7 separate regions of the Mus musculus genome follow, and all the other regions are linked to region 2. The links are chromatin contacts, called in public Hi-C, HiChIP or PLAC-seq and promoter capture Hi-C maps. All regions are on one chromosome and are shown on one strand. Each heading gives the region's core, a stretch centred on a gene start, on an enhancer-like site or on the middle of the called end of the contact. The rest is flanking DNA. Distances are from core to core; before and after follow the strand shown. Region 1 has its middle 53 kb from the start of Gm46828. Region 2 holds the start of Gtf2b (general transcription factor IIB). Region 3 has its middle 18 kb from the start of Gm34434. Region 4 has its middle 20 kb from the start of Gm46828. Region 5 overlaps Gm34434 (a long non-coding RNA gene). Region 6 has its middle 63 kb from the start of Gm34434. Region 7 holds the start of Sh3glb1 (SH3-domain GRB2-like B1 (endophilin)).

Region 1 (3,461 bases), core at 521-3,020, 1.5 Mb before region 2:
TCATTGCTTATAAAAAGACTCAAAACCAGTCTGCCTTGCAGTTGGCCTGGGATGTCTGTCTTAAAGATCCACAGAAATACTGTGCAAACACCATCAGTTCTCACAGGGCTCCTCAGGGTACCCCTTCGCTGGCTCCAGGAGTGAAGCTTCAGGGTGTATAATTGTTTTTAGCATAAATCAGTCCGAAGTGAGGAGAGAGGCTCTGGGGGCCCATGGAACAGTGTCTGGCATGCTGCTGATACGCCTCAAATAGCTCCCAATAAAAATGGACATGGTTTTCTGGTACACTAGGCAGATTGCTTGACTCTTGGGGAGTTGAATACTTGGAAGCAGAAGAAAAAAGAGATGAAGGTTTCTGAGACTCTGGCTGTTATCCTAGTGACATTCATTTCCCCCTCATCAAAAAAGACTAGTTTTCTGCGGGAGGGAAGAGAAGACATGGTCACCTGAGCGTCCCAGGCTAGGACTCACAACCTTAACTAAGCAGAACGGGCAGTGATCCCCAGTCAGGAAAGGATCTAGCCGTGACCAAAAGAAAAGTATTTGATCCTCAAAGGCTTCCATTTTCAAACAGATTTTTGTGAAAGTCACAAGCCACTGGCCTCGATGATACAGAGCACAAGTCACTGGATTCATTTAGGAGCAAGCTATGAATCCACCTGTCTCTTCATCCTCTCTTCACTCTTGAGGACAGAGGATGATCTGACTGGTGTTGGCTCTGTTCTACAAGATTGGCTTTTGGACCCGGAGCCTTTTGTCTAGGGGTAGTAGTTAAGGAAGTTGAAACGACTGAGGTTGTCCTCATCTTCTATTGTGAAGTTTGTGTGTGTGTGTGTGTGTGTGTGTGTGTGTGTGTGTGTATGCGCACATGCTTGTGTGAAGGCTAGGAACTTCTATTGGGTGTCTTCCTCACCACACTCCAGCATGTATTTTGAAAGAGAGTCTCTTGGAGTTCACCATTTAACTAGCCTGGCTGGCAAGGGAGACCAGGGATTTGCTTGTCTCCCCAGCCGTAATGTTGTGTCGGGGATTACCGACACACTGCTCAGTCCGGCTTTTACTTGACGGCTGGTGATTGGGACTTGGCTCCTCGCGCTTGCACCGAAAGCACTTTACTTACTGAGCTGTCTTCCCGGCCTCCACTTATGGAATTTTAAAGGTTCTTACTATTACTCTGCTCTCGTTCTTTTATGGAGGTCAACTGTCCCAGGCTTTCCCAAGCTTCCTATTGTGGAGGAGACATTGAATATCTCCAATCACAGAGCAAATCTGGCCTTTCTGTGAATCCTGAAAATCAAGAACCCAGCTAGCAGAGCGGGCAAGCCAGAGACAGGGGCATGGCGGTCTTCAGGAAGCTTTGGGGTCCGTTTGGGAGTTTCCTGTACTGACCTGCTGTGCAAGGGGATCAAACATGCTAATGATGGAATCTGCTGGAAAGTGAATCCCTTGCAAGCTGCCAAAGCCACTGCCACAAGCAAAGGAGAGGTGAAGTGCAGGCACAGGAAGAAATAATTCCTTTCAGACAAGTGGGTGGTGTTTGACTTGGTAAGTAGACCTGCATTGATTTCTGGTTGGTGGTGGCTCAGGTGAAGCAAGAGACCACGAATGCATCTGTAGCAGTTGTATGAAGGAAGGCGTTCTTTGGATCCATCTTTGAGTCCTGGAGAGGGTGCATAGTGCCTAGAGGACCATTGCCAGAGGATGGAGCTACAGGGCCGGCAGGGTGAGCAAAGCCTGAAGCAGCAGGACTGGGCTGCATTGCCTGCCATCTGGCTTCAGTCTTGTGGGCTTTGGAAAGTGAGTTGCTGTTCTGAAGGCTGGGCAAGAGGGACCCCAGTGCCAGGCAACAGGGTAAATGAGAACTCCTTTCTAAGCCACAGAGTCTGGAATCTCCCATAATTAACATTCCAGCGGAACACTCAAAAGACTTGGGCCTCCAGTAGGCCTGGAAATTAAAACAGAATAAAATACTTAGGGACTAGTGAGAAGGGCAGGGCTCTGAGGAACCCTTGTGCCTGCTACTTGTGAAGTGTGACTAGGTTTTTTGTATCAGGAATTCCATCCTACTAAGTGTGGTCAGTTGTAGATTCTGCAGTCTCAGAGAATAAACTCATAGCAGAGAAAGTAACGTTTGTTACTTTACAGTGTTACAATAACACCATCGTCTCTCTCTCTCAATTATCTATCATCTATCCGTCATCTACTGATCTACCTATCTTCTTTATCATTATTCTTTTTCACCTATCTCCTATAATTTGACTATCTATGTATCTATCATCTATGTATGTATATATGTATGTATGCATGTATATATGTATCTATCATCATCTATGTATGTATATATGCATCTATCTATCTATCTATCTATCTATCTATCTATCTATCTATCTATGTATCTATCACCTACTGATCCACCTATCTTCATCATCTATTCTTTCTCATCTACCTCATATTTGACTATCATTTATCTATCCATCTATCTCTTCATTTATCATCCTGACTAGTCTCATTTTCTGTTTATTAAAAGTCTAAAAGTAAATTGTTGAGCACTTTAAGATAATAGCACTTCTTTAAAACAACCCATACTCCATTGTCTAGCAAGGATGGTGGTGGTGGTAGTAGTGACGGTGATGATGATGGTAACAAAAATAGTGAGCTGGCTATATGTCAGAGACTGCACTAAATTTTATAGGCCAATCATTTGATCACAGCTCAACCTGGTTACAAATTACACTGATACCATTAAACAGATTTTATTCATGAGAAATGATAATAGGACCACTGGGAGGGGTCTGACAGAATTGAGACTTGGAACTGGCTTCAATCGGCACAAGTAGAGATTTATATATGATAGAGTGTAAAGAAATGATTTAGGCAGGAAAATCAGAAAAAGGGAGTTTGTGGCTAAACCAGTTTGATGTTGGCCAGACCTGGGCACTCAGACACTGTGGGCAAGGATTTTGTTAAAGTCACTTAGGAGTCTTGCTTAGGTGGGAGTTTGCAAAGTCAGAGAGGGAAGCTGACGGTTAGACTCAGCCAAGGACTCAGAGAAGAGGTGACTAAAGCTTTGTACAGAGAAGCCATTGCAAAACCCCGTGAGCAGAGAGACATTACTCCTGAGTCCTAGGTTAGCAAGGCGCAGGTGTCAGTTAAGTGGCTGGGATTCTCGCTCACCTCCTCCACATGGACACGACACATGGATTTCTCACATGTCTTTTCCTACCGCTGCTGTAGAATGCCGGCTCACATCTATCCTTGTTGCCTTGACAAAATTCCTTGACAAAAGCAAGAATGAAAAAGACTTGCTTGGGCTCATGTTTTTGGGATCTCGTCTATTGTGGCAGGTAAGACGGGCTGAAAAGCTTGAAGAGGACGGTCACATTGTGTCCCCAGCCAGGAAGACAGGGGCAATGAATGATGCTCAGCGTTCTTTCTCCTCTATGCCCAGGACCTTAGCCCAG
Region 2 (3,338 bases), core at 70-2,569:
TAGCTGTCCAGAAAAGAAATTAATTTCAAGGGATTTTTTTAAGTGAAGAAAAGTTTAAAAACTGTAACCAGTGATTTTACTATGTGTACTATTTAAACACTACAACTTGTGTTTCAAGAATACAGGAGTTCCTTTTCCCTAAGATGGTAAGCTGTGCCTACATATGAACACATCACCCATGGGAAATTTCAATAGTATTTGGGGAAGCTGAAGGTTCCTATGTCGCTACAAGGAAGCCTTACGTGACAAAACCACACCCAGATGGAATGATTAAATCATAATTAATCTAATTAAATCATAAAATCAGTAAACAAGATTGCCCATTGCTTCCACGCAAGAAGTTCACGAGGCTTCCTATGCCCACCTCCCACTTTTTATAATAAACAGCAGACTTGGAGGTTCCCAGAAAGGCCAAGTTTCTGTAAATAATGGCTTCCCCCGGTGACGTTTACCAATTCCACACATAGTAACCACCTCCGAAAAAAAAAAAAAAGTGCCAAAAGAACAGAACTTAATTTGATACTTTCTGTACATTCTGTGTTAACTGGAGACCAGTGGACGGATAATCAGAATAGGTATAGTGGCCCGCGAAAGGTCAACACGCTGGCATGACTCAGTTTACACATATGCCAGTATACTAATATCTACCTCATAGTGGTTACAAGAGATATAATTAGGGTCTGCAAAGCATTTTGGAGGTCACAAGATTAAAGGCTGTCTCTGCGGTCACAACACGCATTTCCTGTAGATATTAAGCAAACTACGTTTTAAAAATACATTTAAAATGACTTCCAGCATATGTAATTAATTTTCTGCAGACAGCATCTCCTTCAGAGTACGCAATGATACTTTTCGGGGTGGGGACAGGGGGTCTTTTAGGAGAATGAATCAAGTCTCCGTATGTGCTTTCGTTTCCACTTCTGGGGGGGCCATTGGGCTAGCGACCCTTTGCCACCAGACAACCAATGCTGACGTTTCTCAACTTTGCGGTTGTCAGATCGATAGGGACCTGGAACGTCGCTTTTCCAGCTCTTCGGAAACGGGGTTTCAGCCCCCTCCGGCTGGATGGGCCGTAAGGGAGAAAATACACAGAAAACATCAACATGACACAAAGACGGTTGAAGGGTCCGGAGACGGAGGCCGGGGCCGTGCGGATCCGCAGGGTCAAACCCGGGCGGCGATGACTCAGGTGGGTAAGGGACACCCGCGGCGGCCTTCTGGAGGAACCTGGGCCCCGCGATGCCCTGCTCCACTCGCTCCGAGGCCGTTGCACTCACCGGCTGGTCGACGCCATCTTCGCGGCTCCGCCAACAGCTCCGTCCGAAGCAGGAAGCAGCACTGGCTCCTAGACGCCCCGAGCCGGGCTTTTATGCGCGAGTCGCTCGCGCGCACTCCGCGCGGCTACGGGTCGGGAGGAGGGCTAAAAAGCGCTCGGTCCTTGACGACGCGGGCTGTGTACTTCCTGGTTGTCTCCGCTGCTGCTGCGTGGCTCCCGGCTGCTGGTTGATTGGCAAAATCTTCAAAGCCTGGCGGGATAGCACACCCCTTTGATCTCCGGAGGCAGAGGCTGGAGGATCTCTGTGAGTTTAGAGGAACCTGATCCACACAGGGTGCTCCAGAACAGCCAGGAGGAGGGAGAGAGAGATAAAGAGAGAGAGACAGACAGACAGACAGACACAGACACACACAGTCTCAAACAAATCAAAACAAAAAATCAACCCAAGAAGACTCAGAATGTGCTGCGCCTGAGCTAGCTCTCAAACAGAGGAAATTAAAATGGGAGTTGCCTCCTCGGGTGATACTCTCAAGTATTCCTGCACCAAGAAGGTAGGAGGATCTGGAGTTAGACCTCGTCTCAAACAAAAAACACCTTTAAATAAACAAACACACAAAATAACCAACACACAAGGAAACCAGGTTGGTTGAAAGGGGCAAAGCGCTCGCACCAAATTCCTTTCCTTTATTTTCAAGTCAGTTTTCCCTATCTGATTGAATGTCTCATTTGCCCTGACTAAAGAATTTGGAATAAAAAGAGAAATTAGTTGTTGTCTTCAGGAGTAGGTATCAATTCAAGCTCTGTCATTGGCCAACATGATTCAAAGTTCCTACATGTCCTTTATCTCAACAGTGTAGGCATGGAGGGTATCTGGCTCACAAACCCTTCTAGAATTGCAAGAGACAGCCCTGCTATGACCCATGTTGTTGTTGTTCCCCAATCATCATCGAATATTTGACTGAAAACCGAGTATAGGAAATGTAATAAAACAGCTAACGTCTATACAAGGGCCTCACAAGGCAGGTCTTGGGGGTCACCCTTGTAATTCTAGAAGTTAGGGTGCAGAGGTGGGAGGTCATGAATCCCAAGCCAGCCTGACCTGCAGAACAAGACCTTGTCTCAGCTCCCGTCCTCTTACCTTAAGGCAACAGTGCTACTTTCTTGTAAATAAACCATTCCCAACAAAGTCTGAATTAAGGTAACTGCAAGTTGGGTGTCTTCCACTGAGATGAAAACTCAGTAAGCATTTTATTTGTTAATGGAAATCAAATGCCATTAAGCAGACATTTGTTGAAGTGGGAATTTCTGGTTTTGTTAGGGACTCAGTTGTATCATGTGATGTTTTTCTGGAAACTGTCTTATGTAACGGTGTTTTGCCGAGAACAGGCGCAGGGTGTTTTTCTGAAAACTGCCTAGTGAAAGGGCGTGTGATGTTTTGCTACGGCGGATGCTTGAGGGGACATATGTTTGGAAAGAGCATAAGTATAACCCAACAGACGGCGGACAGTGCTCCTGCAATTGGTTCGCCTTGCTTGATTCGCTGATCTTAGCTTGTTGTGACTTCATAGTGAAAAATGCACCAAAGAACTTATGGTGGTGTTCCAGCGGCTTCTTCCTGCTTCTGTGGACTTGTGCTGATAGGTCGAACCTCATGGTTTCCTCTGGACCTAGCGGCTGCTATGGATTTATGTTTGCCATGTATACTGGACTGGTGTACTGGACTGCTGTTGCTGATTTGGTAGTTTGCTAGTAGACCAGACTGCTGACAACAGAGATTTGAATAGCTCCAAAGAACCATTTCTAAGCATGTCCACAACCCCTATTTCCTATTAACCTTTCTTTTTCCCTAACTCTGGTGGATGCTGGACTACAACAGAGGTTGAAGTCTTAAAGAACCATAATTAAAGAAGGTTTTGAAAACTCTAAGCCTACCCATTCTTTTCAGTATTCTTTTGTTTTTTGTTTTGTTGTTTGTTTGTTTGTTTGTTTGAAAACAGAAATTCTCTGTAGCCTTGGCTGTCCTGGAACTCTGTAGACCAGGCTGGCCACTGAGTCAGAAATC
Region 3 (3,644 bases), core at 747-3,246, 1.6 Mb before region 2:
TTTGGTCACATGGTGAGTTTGAGGCCTAGCAGTGCCTGGGAGCTTCTGAGCTATAGTTCATTTCCTGTCTTAGTTGGTAAGCTTTCACTTTCCCTTCCTTTACCAAAGCAAGTTGAGGAAGGATTCATTTTAAAGCGGGCTGTGTTAGAGGATCTTGGCTTCGGGGTCCCGTTTCGCATTTCCTCCATTTATTTACTGACTCGTCTGATGTCTTGGGCAGGTTAACTGTAGGGTTAGCAGGGAGGGTAGTTATAGACAAGCAAGGCCCACTTGGCTTGCCACTGTGCACACTTGGCTTGCCCCCACTTCCTTCTTTCAGAGGTGGCCGTTGCTGGACAATATGACCCTTGAAGGAAGAGATCAACTGCCTGAGATAGGAAAGTTTTATCTCTGAGGTTATTGCAAGTGTGCTCCATCTGCTTCTGTCCAGATCCGAACCGGTAGCCAGATAAACTGCTGTGTTTATCAAGGCTAAACAATCGTCAGAATGCAATTAGCCTGGGAGGCCACTGGCTCCCGATAAGCAATGCCTGCAGCTGGACCCTGCTGAGGACCCAGTCCCACTGCTGAGGACACCACACTATCGCTACCCCCTAATATACTCCGAGTCTCTTTTTTCCCTGCCCTAAATTTTAAAGGGGATTTGATGTCCTAACACATTTGTTTTGGTGTTCTTTGCCCATATTGGGAAATAAAACCCAGTAGCTTTTATAGATGGATAAATCCTTTTAAAAGGCCCTTTTGTTATCACTGTGGGGCTTGTGTGCACTAAAACAGAGTTTTAAGGGACCGATGAAACCCTATAATCACAGTTTGCTATTTCTGGAGTGGACCCCTTCCTGGTATAGACAGAGAATCACAGCCCAGAGGGCCTGGGACTTGTCAGAGGAACATGTTTGTGAACTTTGGGCAGATGTGGGTTGGAAGTTTGGTGTGGCCACCGACCTGGGCCTGACCTTGGATAAACTCCTGGAGCCGCTATTTCCTCGTCTGTTCAGGGAAACCCACAATCTGAGCCTCGCAGCATTGTTGGGAGAGAGGAACACCGTTTCCCTTGGTCAAGGTCACACAGATAACCGAGCAGGGCCAACGCCAGAACTCTAAAAGCACATCCTGGCTCCCAGGTTTCATTCTTTCCACTTCAGGGTCTTCTCTCATCTCCCATTTTCCATTCAACAAAGTGATCTTGTCCTTTGTCCCAGAGTTCAGCACACTTCATATGCTGCACCCCCTGATGGCCTGAGGCCCCATTCTGCTCAGGGACTCATGTTTATACGATGACAGCATCTATATTTTTTTGTCTGGATGAATTAATAACCGGCTTGCCATTGTATTGAGGAAAAACCAGACATCACCTCATGGTCTCAGAAAGGGAGTGTCATTTTTCCTGTACCTTCTGGCAAATGTGCTACTTAGATTTAGTGGCAGCAGAAGAGATTTTACACGGGCGTTTGCCCAGCTGGAGAGTGTCATTGGTCTGTCCACAGCCAGGAGACACCCCATTCCTACCCCAACCTGCCTCATAACATTAAAGATTGAAGTTCTGACTCTGAGGTCCTAGATCTGGCCTGAGTTTGAAGCCTTTGCCTGGGCATCCTCTGAGCCTTGGACACTAGGTGGCGCCACAGGAACATTTGAGACACGTTGTCCACTGGCTAGGACGCGCGTGGCCCTGGGAAATCCTTTGGCTTTCCACCAGCTGCCTCTACCAGATTCCTCCCTCCATCCTGTCTTAGGACCTTCATGTGCTGCACTGCTGGGCGAGGGGGAATTCGCCCTGTGGCTACGACCCAGCATTCGAAACACCAATGGGCTAAGCTCTTTTGTCCTCTGTTACCCTCCTCTCCCCGGAGTCGCTCCCTGCCCGATTATTAATTACTCATTTGCTTTGATTGGCATCAGCTAAAGGTTTGCGTGTTGAGCAAGAGGCCGTCAAAACCCCCACGGCTCCTGCGCACTGCCTGCCTGGGACTATGCTGTAGTTGGGGGGTAACAGCAGCCCGGTTGTCACTAGCTTCAGGCACTGTGTGTCCCACCCCTCCCTGATGCCCAGTACACCACTTGGAGTCGGGCTTTCTCAACTTTCTGTTCACTTCGGTTCTCTTTCCTGGGAACCGGGATTCCCTGTTACATTTCAAATCACAAGGTGGTTTCTCCGGGTCACCTGCTGTCCTCTGGCCTTCCTGTCTGCATCACCATATCCTTTGCCCCATTCAGGCAGCTATTTAGACTCCTGGGCCCACAGACTCGATCGATCCCTGCACTCTACTACAGAGCTCCTACTCTTCACTGACGGTCCTCTATCTTCCACTATTGAAACTCTAATCATATTGAGCCTATAGGTCACCATTGTGTTCCTTCAGAATACCTCCCTGCGGAGAGCTGATGGAGGACACACTGGAGTGGAGATGTCTCCCAGCCCACCCCATGCTGCCTTGTCTTTTGTACTCTTGAGAACATGACATGAATTCTGGGGCGGTTGGTACATTCCTGCCTCCTTTAAGCTGAAAGCACACAAGGGCACACTTGTCAGGATGTCGAAATGGTAGCAACTCGACTTCAGAACAGGTTTTTTTTTTCCTTCCCTAGAAATTCTTCTGGATTTATGACATCGGTGCTAGAGCAGGGCTGGGTGATGCTGTTGGCTGGGACCACAAACCCAGCGACAGAATTCCAACACGCACTTTGACTGCGAGATCAAAGGCGTGATAGGCAGAAAACGAAGGGTTGAGTTGGCAGAAGAGAAAGAGAAAAGGAAGGAAGGGTTACAAGACCAGGGATGCCATGTAGCCATCTTCTGGCCTCTGCTTCACCCTTCTGGCCAATCACATGCTTAATGTCTCCAGCATCTGTCCCCTGCCACTACCTAACCCACAGGAAGTTTGATCTATACTAAAATAACCCTAGTGGCAAATCAAAAGGACTCAGTAAACAGTACCAGTTGCTACCAAGTCTAAGACCTTGGCCCAGACTTTTACCAAACTGCAGAAAAATTGAAAGGCACGTTTTATATACCATGTTTTTAATTCGCCCCCAGGGTGGAAGAGAGGCTATCAGAGAGGATGTGGCCATGCATAGGAGATAAAACATGTGAGCATACTGGCTTCCTTATTCCCACAATGGAATTTTCTCCAGATCCTTGCCTTCTGAAATGAGACACCAGATGCAATTGCACTGTGATACCACTAGGGTGACTCTGCCTGTGGCGGCACATTCTTACCATTGCCTTGTGTGGAAATCAGTGCAACGGTGGGAGACCTGGTCAAACACCCTTCGGCTCAAACCCACATATCCCTTTACCTATAAAAGCCTCTATTGCTGAAACAGAAGAGTCTATCTACATTTCCGGTTTCTTCTGCAGGATTATCCGTGTGCTATTAGGGAATGCCTGCTTTTGATTCAAGACTTGAAATAGCAGGACTGGAATGGAGCTCAGTGCTACACTGTCAGCCTAGCAGGTGCTGGGTTTGATCTTCAGAGCTGCCAAAACGGGCGAACCTTCAAATGCTACAGGGAGCCTCGCTGGTCCACGGATGAAGCCAGTGGACTCAATTGAATTTCCACCGGGATCCTTTCCGAGACGGGCAAACCCTTCTTCAACTTGGAACTGTGAGCACTCTGTAGCTCCGAGAGCTGCCTGTCTC
Region 4 (3,339 bases), core at 701-3,200, 1.5 Mb before region 2:
ACACACACACACACAACTGCCCAGACTTCCGCTGCGCTGTTTTTTGATTTTTAGCCCTTACTCCATTTTTCTTTTCATAGGCTGACTGGAAACCATTGCCCTGGAGGGAATTCCATAACGCCACCACATCTCTGCTATCTACCGGGCGTTTTGTTTTAACGTTACTGGACTTAACCACAAAAGACTTTGACGCTGATACAGAATCTGTCATGTCTGCCCCATCCGTACTCTGAAATCACTCACGACAGCAAAGACACCCCGCCCCAAAGCAGTGGTAGATTAGGGAGAGATGATTAGAGCCTTGTCATTGCGGAGCCATTTCAGGTTGGACCCTCCACTGAGCCAAATGTGCTTAGCTTGCCACACTCCATTAGCATGTGTGAAGCAGTTGGGGAAATGGCCATATGATTAGACAGAAGGAAACCTGGATTCTTCACATTGGGACTTGTTACCACTGAATAATGTCTTTGCAAGAGGGATCGGTTTAGGTTTTGCTAATTTCTTCTGTGATGGAAAATAAGTGGCGTTAGTGGAGAGAGTCTACAGAGGTGGATAGCAAATAGTGCCATTAAATGTGTCCCCTTTAAAAACATTCTGAATGAAAACTTGGAGCTGGACCTGGTAGTGGAGGTCTGTAATATCAGTTACTCATGAGGCTAAGGCAGGAGGAGCACAGGTTCGGAGCCAGCTGGGGCAACTTGGTAAGACCCTGTCTCAAAGTAAAAAGTTATATCACATAATATCAGATAGTTCAGTAGTTAGGCACTTGCCTAACGTGTACAAGACCCTAGGTTCAACAGTTCCCAACCTTAGTACTGCAAACTAATACATAAATAGATATATCATGGATAAATAAATAAGAAGAGACCAAGTGAGCTGGGTCTGATAACAGAGGCTTGTCGTTCTCAGCATGGGGGGAGGCAGAGGCGGGAAGATCGCAAGTTTGAGGCCAGCTTGGCCTATCTAGCAAGACTCTGTCTTGAATCCAACTACTCAGCCACATACTCAAACAAAATCAGTAAATGTATGGACAAAAAGGAAATCCACCCATTTGTCAGTGGAAGGAGCTTCTATTGATCCTTGTCTCTTAAAATGTCCCCCTTAGCCCTTGCAGGAGCCAATGAGCTGCATTTTCAGGTCCAAAGCCACAGGCTAAGGATTTGCTTCGGATTTGGACTTCCTTCTGAAGGCATCCTTACCTGACTGGGGTCCGAATTCATGTGGCTGTTTGACTTTGTCCATAATTTTTTTATTGCCGTAGCTACTGTTTGTTTTTCAGGAGAGAAACCAGAGCAAAGCTCCTTGAGGGGCGGGGAGATAAGAAACTCTCAGATACAGGGCATTCCAGGACTGCTAAATACCACGACCTCTGGTCCACAAGGCAAGGATAGAGTAGGCGTTATTTTCTCCTGGGGCAACTGTTGAAACCCACACTGAATGAAAGACAATCTATTATGGGAAGGGGAGAGAGCTTTCCTGACCACTGCCTGCATAATTTCCTATTTATGAGTATGGCGGTGGCCTCCGTATGAGAGCTTGTCCCACATATGATCTGGGAATTATTAAATGTTGACTATTAAATATTTTAGTTAGCTTTACACTGTGTTTATCTTCCTAGAATGATGAATATGCAGATTTAGAATGGAATTTCTTCATTTCCAGGCAAATTGTGCCATGTAGTCCTTGGCAAGCAGGGCCTCTGATGGGTGACTCACCATGGCGGGCAGCTTCTGTGTCAAGAAAGGCCACATCATCTCAAGACTCCAAGAAGAGGGACATTTAGATGGGGGCACTGTATCACTCTGGTGACAGTCTCTAGAAACTTGTATAAGACCGTGGCCTGACTTAGTGATTTTGAATAACAGTTCCCTAGCCTAGACACGCAGGGACAGTAAACATATGCCACTTCCAAGAGCAGGAAAGGGCAAGGTCCAACCAGAGGGCAAGGGAGAGAGGTCTCTGCCCCTGGACAAGCAGCCTTGAAGGCAGCACTTGCTACAAAACACACATCCTTGTCTTCTGCCTGTTCAGCCTGTCTGGCTCCATGGGCTCCAAGCCTCGGTCCAGGAATGCTGTGCTGTTGTTCCTGCGACTCCGCAGAATGTGTTTGCCTTGTTAAAGGCCAGCCCAGGACTAATTTTGCAAAGTAAATCTGGGAAACGGCTTAATTTCATTTCCCTAGAGATTTTTTTTTTCTGGAGTAAAGTTAGAAGAAATGGTAAGGCGAGCAGAGAAGCCACAGGCAGAAGTTGCAGGATTTTTTTTCCGCCCTGGTTTCTGGACTATGAATGGAGTTTAATGGATTTTCAGTAGGCAGTGGTGATTTTTAAGACTGCACTGCTGAGATTTATAGCCCATGAGATACTGCTATAAACTCTACGATCTTTAACTCGCATGTCTTCTTGAACATCCAGAAGAAACACACAAGGGACTGTGTCCCAGTGACTCACACTTGTGTTCCCACCACTTGTGTTTGTTGAACACCTACTATCTGCCAGGGATGGTCTCTCATCCTTCTCTCACAGCTGCATCATAGCCTCTTCCTTGGAAGAATAAAAACAACAACAGCAACCAAAGCTCACAAAACTCAGAAAAACCAAAAAAAAAAAAAAAACCAACCAAACAAAACAAAACAAAACAAAACCAATAACCAAAAGAAACAAAACAAAACAAACAAACAAACAAACACCAAGCCACTAAAACCATGGGCTGGGACAAGGCTCAGCTTATAGAGTTCTTGTATAATATTCTCAAGGCCCTGGGTTTAGTCCTAGCACTGTATGGATGGGGCAGGGTAGGAGTTATCTGTAATTCTAGACCTCAGGAGGTAGAGGCAGGAGTACTAGAAGCTCAAAAGTTATCCTTAGCTGGTCTGAACAATATGAGACTGTGTCTAAGAAAGTCAGAAAAAGAAAAAAGACCTGGCTTTTGACTTGAGTCAAAAATAGCCACTCTAGAAGAAACCCTAGACAGAACTTGCATTTTCCTAAGGGGTCAGCACAGGGTGTCATACACTGGAGAAGGAGCACGGCCTGTGGGCGTGTGCACTCCAACTCAACCCCAGGATCCCTGGCTTTCCGATGCTTTGCTGTGGCATACATTAGTCATTCTAGTCCATGACTTGCCCGGCTTTGCTGGCTGTGCCCTGCCTTCCTCTCCTCCTGCCCTTCACTTTCCCCACTGGCTAGCTGGGTTATTAGAGAATGACCCAAAAGAGGGAGCCATCTTCTCCAAATGGCCACAGCAGCCCTCTTGGTTGTGGTGGCTGATTAACGCAAGAGCTGGTGGCAGAGCAGAAGCCTGGGCTCAGGAGGAGAGGGATGGGGCTGCCTGCCTCAC
Region 5 (3,636 bases), core at 622-3,121, 1.6 Mb before region 2:
AACTACCCACCTGGTTAAATAATTATAATTAAGAACTGGTGATCTCCTCTGCATTTTTAACTTGATCTTCCGTCTGTTTGCAGGAGGCTAAACAAGCCTTATTTGGCTAGCATTCTATCATCTTTCATTTTCTCCAGAGTTGTCAACAAATGCAGAGGCCTTGTTTGAAACGGTAGGTGTTGACTGATTTACAGCGCGGTGGATATAATTTTGGTAATCCAGTGGTTCGTCTCTGAGCCTGCAGACCAGTCGTGGAATGGTTGAGTCACACTGAGTCCAGGAGCTTTGGCTGGTTTTAGTCCTTGGACCTTCTTTGTCCAAGGCTGTCCTGAATCTCTAGGACCAGAGAGATGCTGGGCTTGGCGGCCACTGGCTGTGACTGCGCTGTGTGCCAAGTAAGACAAGTAGCAGTTGGATGGTGTGAATGTCAGTTTTTATGTGTTGCTGACTAGGGTACCCACAGCACCCACTGGTGGCTGCGTCCTTGCCAATGCCCAAGCAAACACAGTCCAGCCTTTGAGTTGGTAGCAAATGGCCATGAGGTCCATCGGTGGGCCAGGTGACAGAAATACCAAGGAGGAGGCATGGTCATACCGCCACGGACTCCCCTCTGCCAGGGCTGATCTGGTGCAAACTGTCACCCTGGGCTGATGAGAATTTGCCAGGGACAAACCACAATTGTGGGAAATGCTGGGTCAGGGCATAGCTCATCTGTATACAATTAGGCAGCACTGCTCATTCAGTGCCATTTTGAGAAGCTAAGGAAGTCTGCAATCAGTTATATCTCCAATTACCATAAAAATATATTAGCCATTCATTCATTTATTAATGATTCATCAGTTAACCACACATAATGAGCAAATAATTAGCAGCGCTGTACGGTTGCCAAAATTGAAAAAGTGTTGGCATTTTAAAGATGAAAGGTTGCATTTATGCAAAAGTCTGGTGATGATAAAGTTAATGTGGGAGATCATTATAAAAGTGGCTGTCCTATATTGCAGGCTGAGGTACCACAAAACTTGCCTAATTGAAGTGGAATTAACATTCCCCCCAAGTCTGCATGTTGCCACACACAAAGTGCTGGGTTTCTCCAGAAGATCTCCCTTCAGTGAGCTCACCACACAATACAAGTTAATAAAATGCCAGACAGCTACACTGTGTTCTTTGTTTGCTTGGTTCGAGGCCTCGTGGAAAACAATAAATTGCATTCGTGTCAGCTGAGGCCCATCCCTTTGCTAATTACTGTTTGGTGCTGAAATGACTTCTGTGAAATTGGGAGCCGAGGAAATGGGGATCCGTACAAGGGAGGCTTTTCAGAGTTCTGCAGTAAATGTGAGATAGGCCTCAGGCACACAGATGTTAAAACACTGAATTCCCCCACAGATTACACTAATGGAAACCCTGTCAGCGAAAGTCAAACCCGGGTCTGTGGTCAAAATCTAATTAAGGTTTCTGTACTTAAAAAGAATATGAATGCCTCGGGGTGGTAATGAATGTATAAGAAACTCACTTGTTTGTAAAAACTGTTAGTGTGGATAGTAAGAACCGCGGAGCGGTTACCTGCGATGGACTGAACACCTGCTCTCTCAGTCCGGTTCTGCTTTTGCGCATGCTCTGGAAGGCTGGTTCCAGAGGTCAGTGAACTCTGCTCAGGCCACAGTGGCCTCTGCCTTTGGGGTCTGGGACAAGGCATGGTTTGAGGTCAGCGTGAAAAACGGATCCTTACAAGTTGCCCTGGAATCCCAGAGGATGTCTTGCTCTGCCACATGAAAACCACCCCAGATGATCCTGCCCAACTGCCTGGCGCCACTGAGGAAGTAGTGCTTGGGGAGGGTGTGGGGCTAGCCAAATCTTTCCTACCAGGGGAAACAAAGGGTCTTCTGCTTGCAGCTCACCCTCCAGCCTGTGAGACAGCCTCCTGGAACAGCTGCAGCGTGCAGGCACGGCCGGCCGGGCTTCTAATAGAGGAAATGAATTTATAATGGTGCCGTCTCTTCATTTTCACCAAGCACAAATTTCCCCTTAAATACTTAAAAACAACACCCAGAGCTGGATATCCCTTAAATTTCAAATAAATGAAATCTTAATCCAGCCTGTTGCTGAGTCTGAGTTGTTATTAAAGAAATAAATTTGAAACAGCAAGTGGTTTGAGAATTTTTGAATTTAATTATTTAAATCTACTTAGGGTAACTCTCGTGTGCTATTTCGGTTTCCCATGGAGAACATGAATTCTGGGAAAGGTGTCCCATGCAGGGCCTTGGAAATATTAACTTTCATGTATGGCTGTGGCAGTGGCGGACAGCCTTTGCCGCCCTCCTGTGAGAAAAGGGGAAAAAAAAAGCCCTCTAAGATTTTTTTTTTTCCCTTGTGACATTCAGTCAAGGAGTAGGAGTTATATGTTTCAAAGAGAGAAGCCAAGTTTTCTTTTCAACTGCCATCCGATTCCCTGTTTAAACGTCACTCATCTGAAGCTTTTCCGAGAGCAGGTGTGTGCACATAGTCACTCATTGAACCACGCTAGGGACCAAAAGGGAAAGAAAAATGATCACTGCTGCAACCGAAATGGCCAGCGACTTGCTCAGCGCGTGCTCTGGCTTGCCAAGTGGTATCTAGGGCCTGATTTTTTTGACATTTGTAAAAAAGAATTGTCCTTTGTAAGGAACAGGTTCAGGCCTGAGTTCCCCTGTTTTTGTTTTGTTGTTGGTGTGTGTCTGTGTCCTCCAAGTCCTGGGACTTGCCTTAGTTCTGACAGCAAAGGAAACCTTCATATGCTAGCAACCTAGCTTTGTAATGGTGTCTACACTGGGTGTGTTTGGGTTGGGGAGCAGGGGGTGGAGAAGGTGCAGGGTTAGGGCATAGACTGTGACAGCCTTCCTTCCAGCTCCCTGGGACTTAGCCATGGAGCCTGATGGTTTGGGTCTGTCTCAGAGGGTTAAATGGTCATGCACCTGTGTACTCGATGGCCTGTGGCCTCACCCACACACATGAGACCCTGAGGCCTGAGCCAGAGAAACTACAAACAGCCAGTTTATTTCCCTTTCATCCGGCTATTTGATATTAGAGCAGTCAGGACCTCGGACTTGCCAAACAGAACTTTCCCATCCCCATCCCCAGCTAGCAGGAGGATGTTGACTTGGAGTGATTTCTAGATCCTGAGTTCTACTACTATTATTACTATTATTATTCCTGCTTAATAGAAAAATCTTCCTGGTAGCCAAAAGTCTTTAAGAAGAAAGCACGGTCTTAGTGTGGGGCCCAGCCTGAACCTTGACCGTGTCTCCAGTAAATGCAAAACACCGTGGAAATTGCATAACTCACAGGGTTGGGATGTTGAGTGACTGTTTTATCATTCAAGAGAGCAGACATGAAGTTAGATTAGGGGTTTCCCCCGGAAGCTCGGCCCTTAGCCAGCGACTGCTCAGAGGTAACATCTGTAGTAACAGTAGCATGGACGGAGAGCTGATTTGCAGGGTTGACTTCTTTTTCAAAGTCTACATATGTTTACAAGATAGCTCCTTTTCTTGCAGATGCCCTAGGACTTTGGGGAGGAAAGGTCATGGTTCCTGCTCCTGAGGGATGGGGAAGGGGTTTTCAGTCAAGCTGAGAGAGTAAGCTTCCCAAAAGGGTGAATCAAAC
Region 6 (3,483 bases), core at 256-2,755, 1.6 Mb before region 2:
ACAAAATAACTTACCATGCTACCATTTCTGAAATTGGTTGGGTTCATTATTTTGCCTCAAAAAATTGTGAAATCTCTTTTCTGAGCTGTTTCCTGTCTTTGTGGACTTAGGCCCACAGAGTGTCTGTAGGTATGTTATGTCTGCTTTTCCCATTGGAAGATTAAGCATGTGTCCCTACTGTTGCTACTAATCACAATTAATTATGATTCATAACAATGGTATTAGAAAGGATTCCCCCAGTGCAGGGACTGCCACTAATGTGGCTTTCCCATCCTTACCTTTCTTCTTTTCCTAAATCCAGGTCACGAGTTTGTGTGTGTGTGTGTGTGTGTGTGTGTGTGTGAGAGAGAGAGAGAGAGAGAGACACTCAGTACTAGCCCAGTTTCCATGCTGCCTTGGTTTCCCTCTCATGCAGGATGTCATTCATAGATAGACAGATTTCCTCTGGGCTTTGGCTTATTCAAGGGAACACCCAAAAGGAAGAGAACGACGAGGCAGAGCCTCCACTGTTTGGCCGTTCCTTAGAAACCAGATGCAGCCGTGGTGCAGAAAAAAAAAGGAGATTGGGCTGCAGAGAAGAGAAAAGAGGAAAGGAGTTGATGTGACTCAAAGGGGCCGAATAGTTGTGGGGGTGTCACTAGCCTACCAGAGTGGCTAAGACACGACAAGAGAACCGGACTTTTAATAAAGGGAGGCAGATTAAATTAGTCATGACAGGAAAATGAGCAAGAAATGCTTTCACATTGTTATTTAATAAGAAAAATGTGTAATTAACTGATAAAAATAGTTTTTGCAAGAAGCAGGCAGTTAAATAGTTTATAAAGCCAGCCAGGCCCGACGCTGAGTGTCCCTGACTGTTAGCAATCAGAATGCTTTTTATATGGTGTCTTTCTTTGGAAACGCACAAACCCTCTCACCACAGACATTACCTCATTTGCTTCACAGCCTAATGAGTGCTTTATGGCTGAGAAATGGAGGAGGAAGGAGGGACTCTGGAGAGATAAACTGAGGCTCAGGGAGAGACACCTGACCATGGCCTTAAAGGCCAGCTATGGGGAATAGCCCTCGGTCTCTCCTCTCCCTGCTCCATCTTATTTTCTGCATTAGCTGATGGCTTTGAATTAAACAATTGCTTCTCTCTTTCCAAAGCCGAACGGAGAAACCTGGGCTGTGTATTCTGGCCGATATGATCCCAGCCTTCCGAATGGGAGGTGGGGGTGGGAAGAGATCCTGGCATTTGCCATCTGCTAAGCCTGTCTTTAATCCTCAGCAAAGTAATGGAATGGAGATGAAGGAAAAAAAATGTGCAGGAATCAGGAGCATAATGCCACCATGAGCAAGCAGCTGTCTGGATTTTTAAAGAGCAAATTCCATGAGACAAATTTAATTGCATTTTTTAATAGAATTAAAAAAAAAAACCCACCCTCTACCACATTAGTGGGTGAAGGCAGTGAAATGGATGCATCCAGAAATCTCACTTGAAAGATGAATTCAACCGAGCGGATTCTGAGCTCCGCTTCCCGGATGGAAACCTGGCTGGAAAAGCCACGTGAGCAGCCGGTGGGCGGCTGTGCACTGGCTGGGAGACGGTGGCCAGCAGTGGAGTGCTGCTGGCAGGCTCTGAGATGGGCCTGGATCGACAGTGCATCCTTATTAATGACTTGCAGGAGGTGATGAGCAGAACATTAATTAAACGTGCACATGTGGCCAAGTGGGAAATTGGCGACGAGAACAGCAGAGGCAGGCACATAATATCCAGGTACTTGGTTTTCAGCTCTGCTGTGAGAGGTGGTTTGACTTATCCCCCCCCCCCCCCTTAGCCCCCTGCTGTCTCCTTGCTGTTTTGGGCTCCAACAAGATTTTCACTTGGTGCAACAGGGGCTGTATCTTTAGAGCAGGCTCATAAATCCCCCTCCCTCAGCCAAACACCACGGTGTGTCCAAGTTGCCACTTCTAGCCTGATGCACTGAAAAAGGAACCCTGCAAAAATGAATATCGATGTAGCGGAATAAAGAAGCATCCAGGAGGCCGGTTCACAAACACCCTGCCCTGCTTCACGGCCTGTTTGTACCAGCACAGGGCTGAATAATCAGGAAATGCAGGCATTAGGAGTTGGTGAAGCCCTTGTGTCTAGCTGATGCCCTCTGAAATGGGTCATTTGACCTCGAGATCCATGGAGGCATTTGTAAGTTAGATAGTGTCCCCAAATCCCAAAGGAAATCATGTGGCTCAGTGAAGTCTGATCTTAACACCGTTTCACCTTCAGTGTCCCACTCTCTTCTTAAAAGTTCATTCTGGATCATGCCAGTAGGTGGCCGGTAGAGTTGTCACAACCAGGTCTTGGCACTATCTTTATTAGAACTAATATTTATTTGACAATGGCTCTGTTGCCAAGAACGAAAGAATGGCCTGGGGAGAAGGCGAGTAAGTGGCGTTTGTTCTGAGAGGCTAGATTATCTTTTGTGTTTTATTTGATTTGGGAACCATTAGCCAAATTCTGGGTAGACAGAGAGAGCTTTGTAATGGGAAGGATGACACTAATTAACCCTATGGCAACCTGAAATTTTGCTATTAAGGTGGGTGTGTAAGTGTTTAAGAAGGGACACACACACACACACACACACACACACCCCAGATAACAATACTTTTAATCTCCCGTATTCATGGATGGTCATGGGTTGTAATTAAGCGATTGAACTCATATGGACTATTTCGAAGGTAAGAATTATTATTACATTCCTCTCTTAATAAGTGAAAAAAAGCGGTTGAGGTTGGTGCACAGCCTTTCCGAGTACAGAGTAAACTTGGGAAACAAGACCTATATAGAAGGCTAAGCTGCCTTGAGCCATAGCTCTCTAGCCTAGCATCATGACCATAACCCAACCTTGACCCAAGGTCACTTTGGGAATGGATGCTTAGAATACCTGAGTTAGAACCCATGGACAGATGCTAAAATGAGTTCTTTAATGACCTGTTTCCTATCTTCACATTAGGGGCTGAGGCAAGGCCCTGGGGGCAGCTCAAAGCATGTTTTCTGTTCTTACAAGCGACTTGGCTTTGGCTCCAGTTATGCATAATTCAACCCGAAAGCGTAAGTTATGATTTGGCTGGGTGGCACCTCTAACAAGGCACTTGAGTGACCCTCTCTGTTCTGTTAGCATGGATCCCAGCCCTCTGGCAGCTTGCTGAGTCATTTCTTCCACACTACCTAAGAGTTCTTTTGATGTATTCAGTTTTTTCCCCCCTCAAAACAGTTCCATACCTAGGAATGATTTTGAAGGTACACATGTCGTTCTAGCACCATTTATGGATGGATGCTCCAGGTTGCTATTATTCTGACCCTGAGGAAGTCATCTATCTACCCCCTTGGCTGGGATGGCAGGAATCAGCTGTTCTAGGATTGGACTGGCAGAGCATGCATTTCAAATCAGGGCAAAGAAAAGCTTTTCTTGGATGTTTAAGGATCTATACCATGGGAAAATA
Region 7 (3,578 bases), core at 851-3,350, 2.0 Mb before region 2:
GGAGAGTCGGCAAAGGACCAGAGTTCAGTTCTCAGTGATCCTGGGTGGGAAGTAACCATGGGAAGCTACAGGGTCTATAGCTATGCTGATTTCTCCTCTGGCTTCTGAGTGCATCAGGCACACAAGTGGTCCGTGGACATATATGCAGGCAAAATACTCAAATACAGATTTTTTTTTAAATCTTTCTACAGCGTATAACGTACAGATACTCTTGTTCCCTATTAATATATAGTAAAATCCTCACAAATAATCCAACTTTTAGTTTTTGTCTATAATGGCATTAAATAGCAAAAAATACTGTCACAGGCCAAATGATAGACAACAGAAGAAACCACGGTTTGTTTTATCTCCTTTTAACAGGGTCGACGTGCACCCATCCACTCCACCCCCGTTTTTCCTGTTTTCTTTTCTTTCAGTTGGGACTGGAACCAATGGCCTAACACTTACACTTGGAAAATTCTACCCACTGAGCTCCAGCCTCAGAACTTCCTCCCGATTTTTTAAAATTATATAGACCTAAAGCCTGCAGAGAGGTTCCAGAGATCGTAAGACTCCTTTCGTTCTTGCTTGATAGCAGCAAAGCAAATGTCAACAGCTGCGTCTCCTGTAACTATTCTCTCCTTCTTCGATAGCACAAGCTCTGTCTTGTCTAAGACAACAATACGTACTGTTAAAGACAAGACCTACCATTCTCTCACAAATGCTCTTAGTTTTTTTTAACAGAGCACATTGCATTTATTCGATCGAACTGCCATTGTGAGGACCTAAATGGCCCAGTTCTCACTAACGATGTGAAAATGAAAGTTTACGAGCTGGGGGTTATGGAATGCTTGTTTTAAAGGAGAAAGGGACACTGAGCTGGTGTGTACTTTTGCCTCTCCCCTTCATTTCCTTTCTAATGTGAGAACATATGTGTGATATCTAGAGGTTCCAGAGGCATCTTGAAACACCAAAATGAAAGTTACATGATAAGACCTGTAAAACAGGATCTATTGGACAGTGGTTTGGTCCCCAGGATAAAGGAAGTGGGGAGAAGAAAAAGGAGGGAGGAACAAGAAAGAAAAACAAAGACAGGAGGGTGATGGGTTTGAAGCGGTCTTTGGATACCTGAAGCCAGGCTAGGTCGCATGAGGCCTTTTCTCAGAAAACAGAAACTAAATTAGCTGAGTGTAGTGTGGGTGTCTGGGTGGGTGGGTGTGGGGGGAAGGGCTCATGCCTTTATCACACAGCTAAGAGTTGGAAGGTTGAGGCCCTGCCAGACAGTAGGTACTCAGGAGTGAAGGAATGTATAACCGGATAGGAACCTTGTCTTTCTTCTCCATTGTCTCTCTGAAATGCTCTTATATACCTTCCCAGGGGATGGGAGATACTTTCTAAATATGCCTCAGATGACCACCAGCCACCAAAGGGACTGAACCCTTCAGCACCTACTCAATGCCTCACACACAATAGGTCCTCAACAGTGAGTCAAAGTATAATAGGGTAGGGGACAATGAAGACAATCCCGTTCAGCAAAGATTGGCTAGGTGTCTACCCAAGCCATAGGTAGCCTTTGACCCCAGACCCAATACAGGAAATCCGGGCCAATGATTCTATAGTGTCAGTTCTGTTTCCTTTTAAGGAACGTTTTGTCCATGCTTTTCTAAGGAACTTTTGTCCGGGCGATTCTGTCACAGACACTCACTGAGATGCTGTGGGAGGGAATCAGGGTGAGAGCCCAGGAGGCTCTCGTTCTGGTAAGAACTTCCACTGATGCTCTGACACTGGCTTGGTGCTTAGTGAGCTGTCAGGAGAGCCTCAGCCGCGGCTCCACCCAGTGGTGAATCCTCGGCCACCCTGCAGGGGTCGCTGTTCCCATGAGAACCTCTGCAGCGGCTCCACCCAGTGGTGAATCCTCGGCCTCCCTGCAGGGGTCGCTGTTCCCATGAGAACCTCTGCAGCGGCTCCACCCAGTGGTGAATCCTCGGCCACCCTGCAGGGGTCGCTGTTCCCGCGAGGACACCCCCGCCCCCCACCCCACGCCATCGGTGAGGCCACGCCCCCCTCCCGGCCGGCTGTTTTCCGCCGCGGTTGCACAGTCGCCGGGCGGCGGGGCGGGGCGGGGCCTTCCTCCGGACGCGACCTCGGTCCCCGTGGCTCGCAGCTGCTCGGCGACGCGACAGGCCCAGCGTGTGAGCGGAGAGGCGCGCGCTCGCGGGCGCCCGCCCTCTTCCCTCCCCCGCCTCCCCGCCAGGAAACGACAGCTGCGCGGGGCTGGCGCCGCCTCCCGCCACCTACCACGTCCGCCCCGCCGTCGCCGTCGCCCGGCGCCCCAGCCCGGCCGCGGCGCTCCCCGCCTCCCCGCTAGCGCAGCCGGCGGCTCTGCCCGGCTGCCGCCCGGCATGAACATCATGGATTTCAACGTGAAGAAGCTGGCGGCCGACGCGGGCACCTTCCTCAGCCGGGCCGTGCAGGTACGGCGGCGGCGGTTGGGGCCGGGCGGGGTGGTGGCGCCGGGGAGGGCGAGCGGAGGGCGGGTCGGGGACGGCGTCGCCCTGGTACCCAGGCCTGCCGATGGGCGCGGCCTGGCGCCCCTGCCCCGCTGGCCGTTTCCGCCTCGCTCGCCCGGCCGCCGCCGCCCCGCGCCCCGGCAGGCGAGTCGGGACGCGGCCCAGGGCGGACACCTTGGGTTCACCCCGGGGCGGAGGCCTCGGTGCCCCAGCCGGCGAGGCAGGGCACGCCGAGCACCTTGGCGCCACCCCCACCCTCCGCTGCGCTCGCTCTCGCCCTCCGGGCCGCGTCCGACCGAGAAGGGAGTTTCCTTTTCCTGCCCCTCAACGCAGAGGAGCTGCCAGCTCAGTTCCCACCAGCCCTCGCTGCTGCCCCTTGGAAGGATTGTCCCAGAGCTTAGCAGCCCGTGGGGGAGATGGAGATTGCCTGTCCCTGTCGGTGTCCCAGCTTCACCAAGGACGCAGGACACCTAGGATTAGGGGTGCCCTGACGCGTTCCCCAGATGGGCTATATAGAGCAGGGGTGAGAGGAGGACGCGATTCACGTTGTTGTCACATTGGAGGGGACCGGGCACGCTTGGCTTCAGGCGCACTTGGAAGGGAAAAGTTCACTGCGTCTCCTTATTCTGTGATTAAGGAAGTGTCAGCAATAGGGAACTTGGGCAGATTTTTTACAGTCAACACCCACATTATGCAAACTCAGTTAAATCTCGGAGCAGATGTCAATTTCACAACGTGGCTTGTAAACAATCTGGTATTGAAGTTAGTGACATAGGGTAGCAGCAGCCCTCTGTTCCGGAAAGAGAAAACAAAAGTAATGTCCCATGTGCCAAAATCCCACCGAACTATAAATCTCACGTGTGCTGCTTTATTTCTTGATTCATTTCATTTTACTGGCACTGTGAATATCATATTTCGTTATCCTTGGCAAAAGAATCGGACAGTTCCCCAGGGTAATGACTGCCTATCTTATGAAAAATAGTATGACGAGCAGTTTACTGTGCATTGAACGTACTAGCTGCAGCCCATCTCTGTCACTTTGCCAGAGAGGCATTGTTCGCCCTCCCTTAAAAAGGAAGCAGTCTTAGA

The links. Promoter capture Hi-C pulls out the DNA fragments that hold promoters and counts their contacts. Hi-C and Micro-C count contacts between places; a contact is called where the count stands out from the background. HiChIP or PLAC-seq counts read pairs in DNA pulled down with a chosen protein or histone mark.
Region 1: an H3K4me3 HiChIP or PLAC-seq map of embryonic limb bud shows a contact between it and region 2, with 7 times the contacts expected there. The contact joins the enhancer-like site here to the promoter of Gtf2b in region 2. A contact is called at or near these places in 7 of 39 promoter capture datasets (the 3T3-L1 cell line, cranial neural crest, frontonasal cranial neural crest and 3 more) and 2 of 115 datasets of contacts at active chromatin or transcription factors (astrocytes and embryonic limb bud).
Region 3: a contact with region 2 is called in a promoter capture Hi-C map of hippocampal neurons, with 11 times the contacts expected there. The contact joins the enhancer-like site here to the promoter of Gtf2b in region 2. A contact is called at or near these places in 10 of 39 promoter capture datasets (3T3-L1-derived adipocytes, the C10 cell line, cranial neural crest and 7 more), 3 of 484 Hi-C or Micro-C datasets (CD4 T cells, brown adipocytes and palatal mesenchyme), 9 of 115 datasets of contacts at active chromatin or transcription factors (embryonic forebrain, embryonic hindbrain, embryonic limb bud and 5 more) and 1 of 9 other capture datasets (embryonic stem cells).
Region 4: a promoter capture Hi-C map of 3T3-L1-derived adipocytes shows a contact between it and region 2, with 11 times the contacts expected there. The contact joins the enhancer-like site here to the promoter of Gtf2b in region 2. A contact is called at or near these places in 9 of 39 promoter capture datasets (the 3T3-L1 cell line, 3T3-L1-derived adipocytes, cranial neural crest and 6 more) and 5 of 115 datasets of contacts at active chromatin or transcription factors (T-cell acute lymphoblastic leukemia, embryonic forebrain, embryonic hindbrain and 2 more).
Region 5: a contact with region 2 is called in a Hi-C map of the G1E-ER4 cell line, with 4 times the contacts expected there. The contact joins the enhancer-like site here to the promoter of Gtf2b in region 2. A contact is called at or near these places in 11 of 39 promoter capture datasets (the 3T3-L1 cell line, the C10 cell line, cranial neural crest and 7 more), 5 of 484 Hi-C or Micro-C datasets (B cells, the Ba/F3 cell line, the G1E-ER4 cell line and 1 more) and 9 of 115 datasets of contacts at active chromatin or transcription factors (astrocytes, craniofacial prominence, embryonic forebrain and 6 more).
Region 6: a contact with region 2 is called in a promoter capture Hi-C map of hippocampal neurons, with 6 times the contacts expected there. The contact joins the enhancer-like site here to the promoter of Gtf2b in region 2. A contact is called at or near these places in 3 of 39 promoter capture datasets (cranial neural crest, hippocampal neurons and liver), 1 of 484 Hi-C or Micro-C datasets (cortical neurons) and 3 of 115 datasets of contacts at active chromatin or transcription factors (astrocytes, embryonic forebrain and pancreatic cancer cells).
Region 7: a promoter capture Hi-C map of pre-B cells shows a contact between it and region 2. The contact joins the promoter of Sh3glb1 here to the promoter of Gtf2b in region 2. A contact is called at or near these places in 6 of 39 promoter capture datasets (cranial neural crest, embryonic stem cells, hippocampal neurons and 3 more), 2 of 484 Hi-C or Micro-C datasets (CD4 T cells and pro-B cells), 2 of 115 datasets of contacts at active chromatin or transcription factors (astrocytes and extraembryonic endoderm stem cells) and 1 of 9 other capture datasets (macrophages).

Annotation. Positions count from the first base shown.
Region 1 is chr3:144,288,055-144,291,515 of GRCm38.p6, reverse strand. No RefSeq gene overlaps it. Among named protein-coding and RNA genes, the nearest start is that of Gm46828, 53 kb to the right of the region's middle. Within about 2 kb of position 1,770, at least 18 of the 459 cell types and tissues checked have an H3K27ac peak or open chromatin away from gene starts, as enhancers often do. A contact at or near this core is called in astrocytes, where this site is marked.
Region 2 is chr3:142,763,228-142,766,565 of GRCm38.p6, reverse strand. It overlaps Gtf2b (general transcription factor IIB), which reads right to left and starts at 1,319. Exons shown (of 7, transcript NM_145546.1): 1 at 1,278-1,319. The coding sequence starts at 1,294.
Region 3 is chr3:144,397,908-144,401,551 of GRCm38.p6, reverse strand. No RefSeq gene overlaps it. Among named protein-coding and RNA genes, the nearest start is that of Gm34434, 18 kb to the right of the region's middle. Within about 2 kb of position 1,996, at least 51 of the 459 cell types and tissues checked have an H3K27ac peak or open chromatin away from gene starts, as enhancers often do. A contact at or near this core is called in hippocampal neurons and liver, where this site is marked.
Region 4 is chr3:144,254,337-144,257,675 of GRCm38.p6, reverse strand. No RefSeq gene overlaps it. Among named protein-coding and RNA genes, the nearest start is that of Gm46828, 20 kb to the right of the region's middle. Within about 2 kb of position 1,950, at least 24 of the 459 cell types and tissues checked have an H3K27ac peak or open chromatin away from gene starts, as enhancers often do. A contact at or near this core is called in 3T3-L1-derived adipocytes, where this site is marked.
Region 5 is chr3:144,375,931-144,379,566 of GRCm38.p6, reverse strand. It overlaps Gm34434 (a long non-coding RNA gene), which reads left to right. Exons shown (of 3, transcript XR_001784068.1): 2 at 84-172; 3 at 1,891-2,091. Among named protein-coding and RNA genes, the nearest start is that of Gm34434, 4.4 kb to the left of the region's middle. Within about 2 kb of position 1,871, at least 30 of the 459 cell types and tissues checked have an H3K27ac peak or open chromatin away from gene starts, as enhancers often do. A contact at or near this core is called in the G1E-ER4 cell line and oligodendrocyte precursor cells, where this site is marked.
Region 6 is chr3:144,317,068-144,320,550 of GRCm38.p6, reverse strand. No RefSeq gene overlaps it. Among named protein-coding and RNA genes, the nearest start is that of Gm34434, 63 kb to the left of the region's middle. Within about 2 kb of position 1,505, at least 42 of the 459 cell types and tissues checked have an H3K27ac peak or open chromatin away from gene starts, as enhancers often do. A contact at or near this core is called in cortical neurons and hippocampal neurons, where this site is marked.
Region 7 is chr3:144,718,857-144,722,434 of GRCm38.p6, reverse strand. Sh3glb1 (SH3-domain GRB2-like B1 (endophilin)) reads left to right here and starts at 2,100. Exons shown (of 9, transcript NM_019464.3): 1 at 2,100-2,453. The coding sequence starts at 2,382.